Regions from separate parts of the Bombyx mori genome. Here region 1 is linked to region 2. Evidence: chromatin contacts called from public Hi-C data. All regions are on one chromosome and are shown on one strand. Each heading gives the region's core, a stretch centred on a gene start, on an enhancer-like site or on the middle of the called end of the contact. The rest is flanking DNA. Distances are from core to core; before and after follow the strand shown.

Region 1 (4,456 bases), core at 153-2,652, 51 kb before region 2:
AACTGAAAACCTAGCTAGATAGAAATACATAACTACTAAAGCTGCAAAGGACTGTGACGAGAATAAGAGAACAATCAACAGGGAGATATAAGCATTTTAAAGTAATAGAAATTTAATCAAGCATAATGGACCTACAATATGTTTGAAATAAAGACAAATTACCGGCAATAGTAAGCGTGGCGTTTTTGCTAACTGCTTCCCCGACGGGGTTGCGTGCGACGCACCAGTAGACGCCCTCGTCGCTTTCCTTCTTGCCTCGCATAACCCTAGCACACGGAAAATAAGTTTAGGCCAAATTTAGAAAATTCGATATTTTTTTAATTAAGTTGTTTTGTAGCCGTTTAAATAAATATAATCATTTAAAATCATATTCCAACAATACAAAAACTTATGGTTTCAATATTTCTAGACATTTCTTTCGAATTCTAATGGGCCATAATGTATTTATTATAGGCCGCCTTTTGCTGGAACAGACTTCTTTCAAGAATTAATCTTAAAACTAGTGTAGAAATCTAAAAAGCAGGAAAATAAAATTACACACGAATTCTTTTAAAGCAAAATGCTACACAAAATCTGATAATAAATCGTTTTAATAAATTCGGCTGCTAGATATTTTGATGAACTACAATATCTTTGTTCAGTCTCAGTTAAAGTTCGTTCTATTACAAAATTTATTCATTTTATTCTTACCTAAGGAAGAGTAATCCGTCTTCAAGCAGCACTCTTTGTGGGTGGTCATTAGAAGTAAGAGGCGTGCCATCTTTATACCACTGTATTGTCGGTTTGGGCTTTCCTTCGGATACACACCGCAGAGTAGCAGGCTCGCTTCTACCGACTATTGTGTCGGCTGGATGTTCTTTTATACGCGGAGCCCGGCTTTGAGCTTTACCAAGGTGTTTATTAACAGAAAAATAAATCAATTAAAAACAATAAATCTGTATTAATTTAGTATATTTTATTGCATTGAAATCGTAATTCAAATGAATAGAACTTTCCTTTTATTTAAACGTATCAAAATTGATTTTTTAAAATTGATAAATGTTACTAAAATGTTTACAAAACTGAATAAGTTCAACAGTGATTAAAAATTCATAATATTTCTAATATAGAATAAAAATTTCTACTCACATCTCGCGGTACAAGGTAAATTCAATAAAAAATACAACAGTACAATAAATTTCACTTGATTGCATATTTGTTTATTCTTATTCGAACCGGCGATCATACTTGACACTGACTCACGGACTCACTACATATTTTCCCTTCACCATAAAAAAAAAAAAAACTGTTTATCTTTATTTCGTTCAATAGTTTATAAGGACATCGCGATGTATTTATAGAACGACGCGACACAACCTCCACCTCCGATATCTTTGGGGTTACTAAACCCCCACTCTTTAATGACATTTCGCGCCGACTCAGTATAACATACGGTTTCGCCAACCCTAATGATAATGATTTTGAACAATAAGATTAAGTTAATGTTTACTTCAAAAAAACTTTATAACGCTATAGGAAATTTGCTATTTGAAATTTTTACTTGCTTAAATTGACTGTTGTGGGCCATGGGATACTAAGAGGTTATGAAAACTCATAATTAGCACAGTATTTATACAGGCGCACGTATTACGCAAAATGTGCAAATTTTTCACATATTACGTCCTCCCCTGGCTGAATCCGTGCTCGCCCATCTATCCTGGTGAAACTGGAAAGGCATCCAGACAAGTAAGTAAGTAAGTGAGTAAGTAAGATTAAAATATTGTGTTTTGCGTGTCGCGGTACTAATTAATTTGAGCAAACCCAAAAGTTTGTTTAAAATCAATCAATTTATAATTTCACTGCCGTTATTGTTTAGTTTAGTGGTTTGACTAGTGCGATGCTGAGAGCCCCATTTTTCTAACAACATCAAAGCCCAGTCGGTGGGCAGCGGCTTGGCTCTGCCCCTGGCATTTCTGAAGTCCATGGGCGACGGTAACCATTCACCATCCGGTGGGCCGTACGCCTGTCTGCCTACTAGGACAATAAAAAAGTCATTTTTCTAAAATCTAAACATATGACCGACAGTTAAGTGTTTTAATTGATGTCACAATAATTTTTATTTCTGCCGCGTATAAAGGTTATACAATACAATGGACTCTTCACTATCGAAGGTGGATAGTGGAGTTCACATTGTGATACCTTTTTTTTTTTTTTTTTAACGCTGGGGAATCCATTTACGGATACCCGGTCGAGGGGGGTAACGAACCGGGTTATGTCGGACTCCGGCGCCTCCTGAGAGGAAGAAGGGGAGAAGAGAAGGGCCGAGGTCCTTCACCTCCCCCAATTTCTCACAGGAGACCTTTATTTATTGTGATACCTAAGGGTTCTGCTAACTTAACGACAGAGGACCACCACCATTTATGGCAACTAATGGCGACCATTATTAACCTGTGTGTCCAATAGAGAAATGAGATTGTGTTAGTTAATTAAAAAAAGATAGAACAGGCTAAAAAAAATTACTTCCCAACCAAACTGCAGACATAAAAGAAATAATACAATTGTTCCATTTAAAAATATATAAATTGCGTTATAATTCTTTCCACCGACCAATAAATAAATATGACTTTTAAATGAATAATGTGCAATTATCTTGAGGCTCATAAACACTGCTACTATCATGAAGAAAGTTTCCACAAATACATTTCGTCGTGTGAAATTTGTATATCTTATATTATATTTATTACATTTATCAGAGTCACTACTAATTACGACAAATTTCTATTTATAATTCAATTTGAGTGCTAAATTATTATAATAAATAGAACAAACACACGGATGTAATTTATTTATAGGATGATCTATTATATTGTGCCGGCGACATCGCATGAAATTGCGAGACCTTTACTAGCTACGAAGGACTGAGTTTCTTCGACGGTGTGTTTTTGGAAATCTTTTCCGCCACTTACCATCTAGAATTGGAATGAATTTACCTCCTCGGTGTTTCCTGCGCGCTGGGACATATCTTTCTTTAGACAAGGTATACGGAGAGTACTCGGTCGTAATCAGCGGCGTGGCTCTGCTCCGGCTCTGTTCTTTACTGATGGTAGGACCGCTTGTGAGTCCGCACGTGTAGGTAGCACCACCCTGCTTATTTCTACCGTGAACCAGTAATGCGTCTCGGTTTGAAGGGTGGGGCAGCCGTTGTAACTATACTTGAGACCTTAGAACTTACATCTCAAGGTGGGTGGCGTATTTACGTTGTAGATGTCTATGGACTCCAGTAACCACTTAACACCAGGTGGGCTCGTCCACCCATCTAAGCAATAAAAAAAAAAGTTGCTGACGTGTATGAGCGACGATAAGCACTCATTATCAATTGAGCTATTTACTCTTCTGTCTACATGGGCAAAAAAGAAAAAAAAAAGAAATCAAATTTTCAATTTGAATTTTAGAACATTCATTCGAACGCATAACTGCGTCGCGGCAGAAACAATCAGGATGGTCGTGCCTTTGATTATATACACGTATATAATCAAAGGGTCGTGCCTATACGGTATTACAAAATACCCTAACTCCAATATTCCACTCTCGCTGTAATTAACAATCCGAGCTACAAAGTAATCAGAGATATATAATTAAATATGAACTGCACATATGTACATCCGTGAACGCATATTGGGTTTATCTCAGCTAGCATTCTGTACACGTATCTCAACGTGTCAATTGTGACGGGGAGAAGTGTCAGTCACGTATTTACTTACCTAACTGTTTTGCAGCAACACCACCGAACTATCCTGATTCGAGGCTAGATAAGTACAATAATAATATACTAGATGATGACTGGTTTTTTTTTGATAACGCCATCTTGTTGTGTTAAAGACGGAAAGCGGTTAGTTGCCCTCAATTAAGAAAAATAATATTATTATTCGCCAATAGATGTCGGGAAGAGTTGATTATTGAAAACACGAATAAAACAAGATTTTCTGAAAATAAATCGTAGCTAGATCGATTTATCGCCTCCGAAATCCCCTATATACTAAATTTTATGAAAATCGTTGGAGCCGTTTCCGAGATTCAGATTATATCAGTATATATTAATATACAAGAATTGCTCGTTTAAAGGTATAAGATAATAAGCTTAATTGAATTTTACCGAATTATTACGATACGAATTTGTAAGACATTGCTTGCGTATATGCAAAACGAACTGTTTAATAAAATATCTGAAGCGATTTGGTATTTCAGTTATTAAATTAATATACCTTTTATCTCTTAACTCGAATAAACGTAACTTAATTGTATTTCGAATTGTAAATATTTTAAGTGTTATTAGAAGATATATTGGCATTTTCAATTATATATATGTCAATTTGTGCAACGAATTTGAAATACTTATGAATTCGGAGTTCCATAATCACTTAACATCATCTAGGTCGTGTACTTTTGCACTCAACACAGCTAGTAAAAATTATTTTAG
Region 2 (3,966 bases), core at 293-2,792:
ACTTGTGTTTTTGTTTGCAAGTAAAAATAAATCAAAGTATATCTCTGACCCGCCCAAAAAAAGGAAAGAGGAGAACTGAAATGTTTTTTTTTTCAGCGCAGCCTCAATTAATGTGAATGCTTCCAAAATATATATAAGACCCAATGTCTAAGCCTTTATCTATGTGCAATAGCAATGAACGAATTTATTTTTTTTATTAAAAAAAAAATTTGTAATAATATGATTTTTTTTACACGACCTTACTTTTTCACAGTGCATTCGTCATTCGTGTCATTCGTAAACATATATAAAGCATTTATTACACTAAAAAATTCGCAACATATCCAGTAAAACAAAAGTGAGGCGTACATTGGTTTATTTAATCTTCCTCTAAGGGGTTGAAATCCTGCGCGATACTGCAGCTAGATCCAAGATCGAGGCATCGATTTGTGGCGTTGTAGATATATGTTACACATCCCATGGACCACTTGCCGAACAAACTTGTCCATTCTCGAAGAGCTTCACATAACAACTAGACTGTCTACTATCTATTTTCAGCGTATACTAACCTAATTTTGACACACTGCTTGAAATCCCAACAACTTCGAAAAGCCGATGCTTTTAGGTTATGTCGACTGGAAAAGACTACGTAACCGATTATCTACTCGTTGGTCAAAATTTAATAGGATCACTTAGCGACATGCCTATACCAAAGCATTTAGGACTGCCAAAGATAGACACGTGGAGAGGGATTGTGCAATGAGTGATAAGAAAACAATCATCAAACTAGACACGACCTTCAGAAAATGAAGATGTCTACGGAATTTGATCAATGGCTAAGTCGCACAGCTCGATAGCGTCTTATCTAAGAGGGTCGTAGAAAGAATATCACTGTTATTCTACTACAATGGAGTTTTTGATTAAATTAAATAGCTAAGTGTCTATAGATTTGTCAATTAACTTGAGTTGGAGATTATGTGTTATGCGGTCAGCTAGTCCGAGAATCAAAACAGCTAGTATAATCAACAATAATAATGAATGTCAAAATATTTATGTTGCAATAGTTTTTCAAATCGTTGCTCATATGATTACAGTTTTGTCATTACGTTCATAGAAGACTAACGAGTTTTTTTTTTTTTCTAACTATTCCGCCAAAATGTTATGTCTTGGCGCTAACTGAATACCTAAATCTCATCCATACTAGTTCTCGCACGTAATGCCTCTCGTACTTGGCAGCGCAGGTTAGTAGGCAATAGCTTGGTTGTGAAATTGCTGATGTCCAAGGACAACGATAAATACTTAAGATCAATTGGACCGCATAGTCATGAGCATAGAAAAAGCAATAAGAAATATACCTAATGGTAAATAGTTACCAACACCGATGGAGAAATATAACATTAATACAGACTAACAACCAAATCAGATATTTGTAACCAGTAGGTATTTGTTTCATTATTGGATCAAACAGTGGTGATTGTTTTACGGGCATTAACCGGAATACTTTAAGTTTCTCAATGCTTATGAGCACAGTCCACTGATAATATAAAAATAGCGATGTCGTGTTCAAACTAAAAATAGCTATGATAAGAGTCAAGCTGTGACTAACTTTAATATTGCGGTCAAGCAGTGGTTTACTGCCGTAGACGAAATAATATAAATTATGGTGTAACTGAATGTGAATTATGGATTTTAGAATTACAAGCTAAGTCCTCGAATAAAATATCGTGAAATTAATATTGCAATTAAATAGTTAGCGTGATTTAATGTTACGAACGGATACAAAGCGAATTGTAAATAGATTAACCTAGTTTTGTTTTTGCCAAACAAAAATAGAACAAATCACAAAAATATGCTACTTACATTCGACTTTATACAGAAGAGGACATTTTTCGAGGTCTATTAAAATACTTCATGAAGGGCATTGTGGCAATGCCCTTCATGAAGCAAAGCAAAGAATTAACAAGAAAAGAATTAAAAAGCAAAGAATTAACTTCCCCTGAGCGCTACAATATGCTCTTCAAAGGAGGATTGAGGATCCATACCAGTAAACAGCAGCCTGGTTGTGCTCCTGGAATCACTGACAACTACGAGTGCCGTTCACCATCTCATAGGCCCTATGATCGTACGTCTATAAATACAATAAAAAATACATAAACACCATAAACCTAGAAGAGTCATTCTGTGAACTAACAGAGAAAAGCACAAAACTCGAGACCGCGAAACACGTTTTCGAGACAAAGAATAAAACGTAACGGCCAAATATATTTTCATAAGTAGACAAGGCGCGGAAAAAGGCGCCCCATATTCATGCATTTGTAAACAGGCATCATGGCGAGGATCTGAGGAATAAAAAGTGTGGACAACAACGACGTTGGAGGGACATTACACCTGACCGTATGTCTCACGCGACTTGATTTAGCTATGCTATAAAATAAATCTAGCCTCCTTTTTGTCATTATTCAACTAGGTGTCCACGGTGTTTAATTTTCTGATTAAGAACTGAATATATTATAATAGAATATACTATTAATGAAAAATCTTATGGTTCACATATAAAGTAGATAGACTTCGTTAAATTATTATTTAATGTGCACCCAACTCAAAATTAACCATCATTAAATCAATCAAAATAATATTCTAGACTCATAACATCAAGGAAAACAATAGAACTATTCCGGATTTCGGTTCTGTAGAACGATTTACTTTAGAATATAATGTCTTAGGTTTGCATAAGGTGTGTATACATATTACGTACCTCTTGATATTATTAATATTCAATAGTTAATCGCAAGAATGTATGTATAAAAATCAATTCATTAATTATAGTTATATAGGAATATAACTGCAAATGTAAATTATGATTTTATCTTATGCTGTACTGAATTTTTATTATAAACCCAATAATATTGTTCATAATTAATTACTTTTAAAGAATAGCAATATTAAAAGATCGTTATTTCGAACAATGTATTTTCAATTCAGTTTTTGTCCGAAACAAATCAGATTTATATCATAGCAAAGCTTAGCTTAAAGCGACATACCTAAAACCTTTCATCAAAGCGTTGAGCCGGAAGTTACCAAGCCCGGGGGATAAACAAAAAGAGAAGGGTTTTGCAGGCACGTCGTTATTAATGTAATAACTGACATTTTGTTTTATGCGAGTTTCTACTTAGCCTTAGTTTCGGTACGACGCCAAATATGTTTTTTCTTTTTCGTTTTTAGGGAACAGGCAAAAGATTTAAGGTCGATAGACTTTGAAAAAAGTTCGAGGTTCAAACAGGAAAATCAAAAATAAAATCAAATACGTACTATTTTTATCAATGTGATACTAAGAGCGTATAGATAGTAATTACAAAAAAAGAACATCAAAACTTAATCACCATTAAAGATTAAAAGATTCCATCTTGAAAATTTTCAACCAGCAAATTCCGGCATTTTTCACATTTTCCAGGAGATTAAAATTTTTATTACAGTTCGAAGAAATCGTACTGTCACGCAACTGAAACGCTTCCACGTCCGAGGTATTCCCTCCAATCGCAGTCCCACTATCGTGTACGTTCGATATCTTTCGAACGTTTAGGAATTTCCAATAATACTCCGACAAAACCTAAGTCTATATTCGAGAATGCTGATGGAAAGAAAGCAACTTTATGACTTACACACAAGAATCATTATTAAGTTGACAGCAGCAAAGAAATTGTTGTGAAGACTTTCACGATACTGAAGGTATTTCGAAAAGAGTTTTAAAAGCTACAGCTACCAGTATAGGCACTTTGCGACGGTGCAACTCTAACTTGATGGCAGTAAAGGGAAATTGCTCCGGTAATGGAATTATTTTTCCTTGGTGTTCAAGATAAGGCGAAGTGAATTATGTAGGCAGTCATCTTTAAACGGTCTAATAACTTAACTTAATTTAATCATTTTAAAAGTGGCTGAAAATTTTAGCGAATCTTGTTTTTTATTGAAAATGTATTTACTTCTTCCGCA

What was found. Hi-C and Micro-C count contacts between places; a contact is called where the count stands out from the background.
Region 1: a Hi-C map of whole pupa shows a contact between it and region 2, with 2.0 times the contacts expected there. The contact joins the promoter of LOC101737078 here to the enhancer-like site in region 2. A contact is called at or near these places in 2 of 7 Hi-C or Micro-C datasets (both in whole pupa).

The regions. Positions count from the first base shown.
Region 1 is chr6:9,385,908-9,390,363 of ASM3026992v2, reverse strand. LOC101737078 (immunoglobulin superfamily DCC subclass member 3) reads right to left here and starts at 1,402. Exons shown (of 17, transcript XM_012694244.4): 1 at 1,129-1,402; 2 at 691-883; 3 at 163-266. The coding sequence starts at 1,225.
Region 2 is chr6:9,335,932-9,339,897 of ASM3026992v2, reverse strand. No RefSeq gene overlaps it. Among protein-coding and RNA genes, the nearest start is that of LOC134199006, 20 kb to the left of the region's middle. Within about 2 kb of position 1,542, at least 4 of the 8 cell types and tissues checked have open chromatin away from gene starts, as enhancers often do.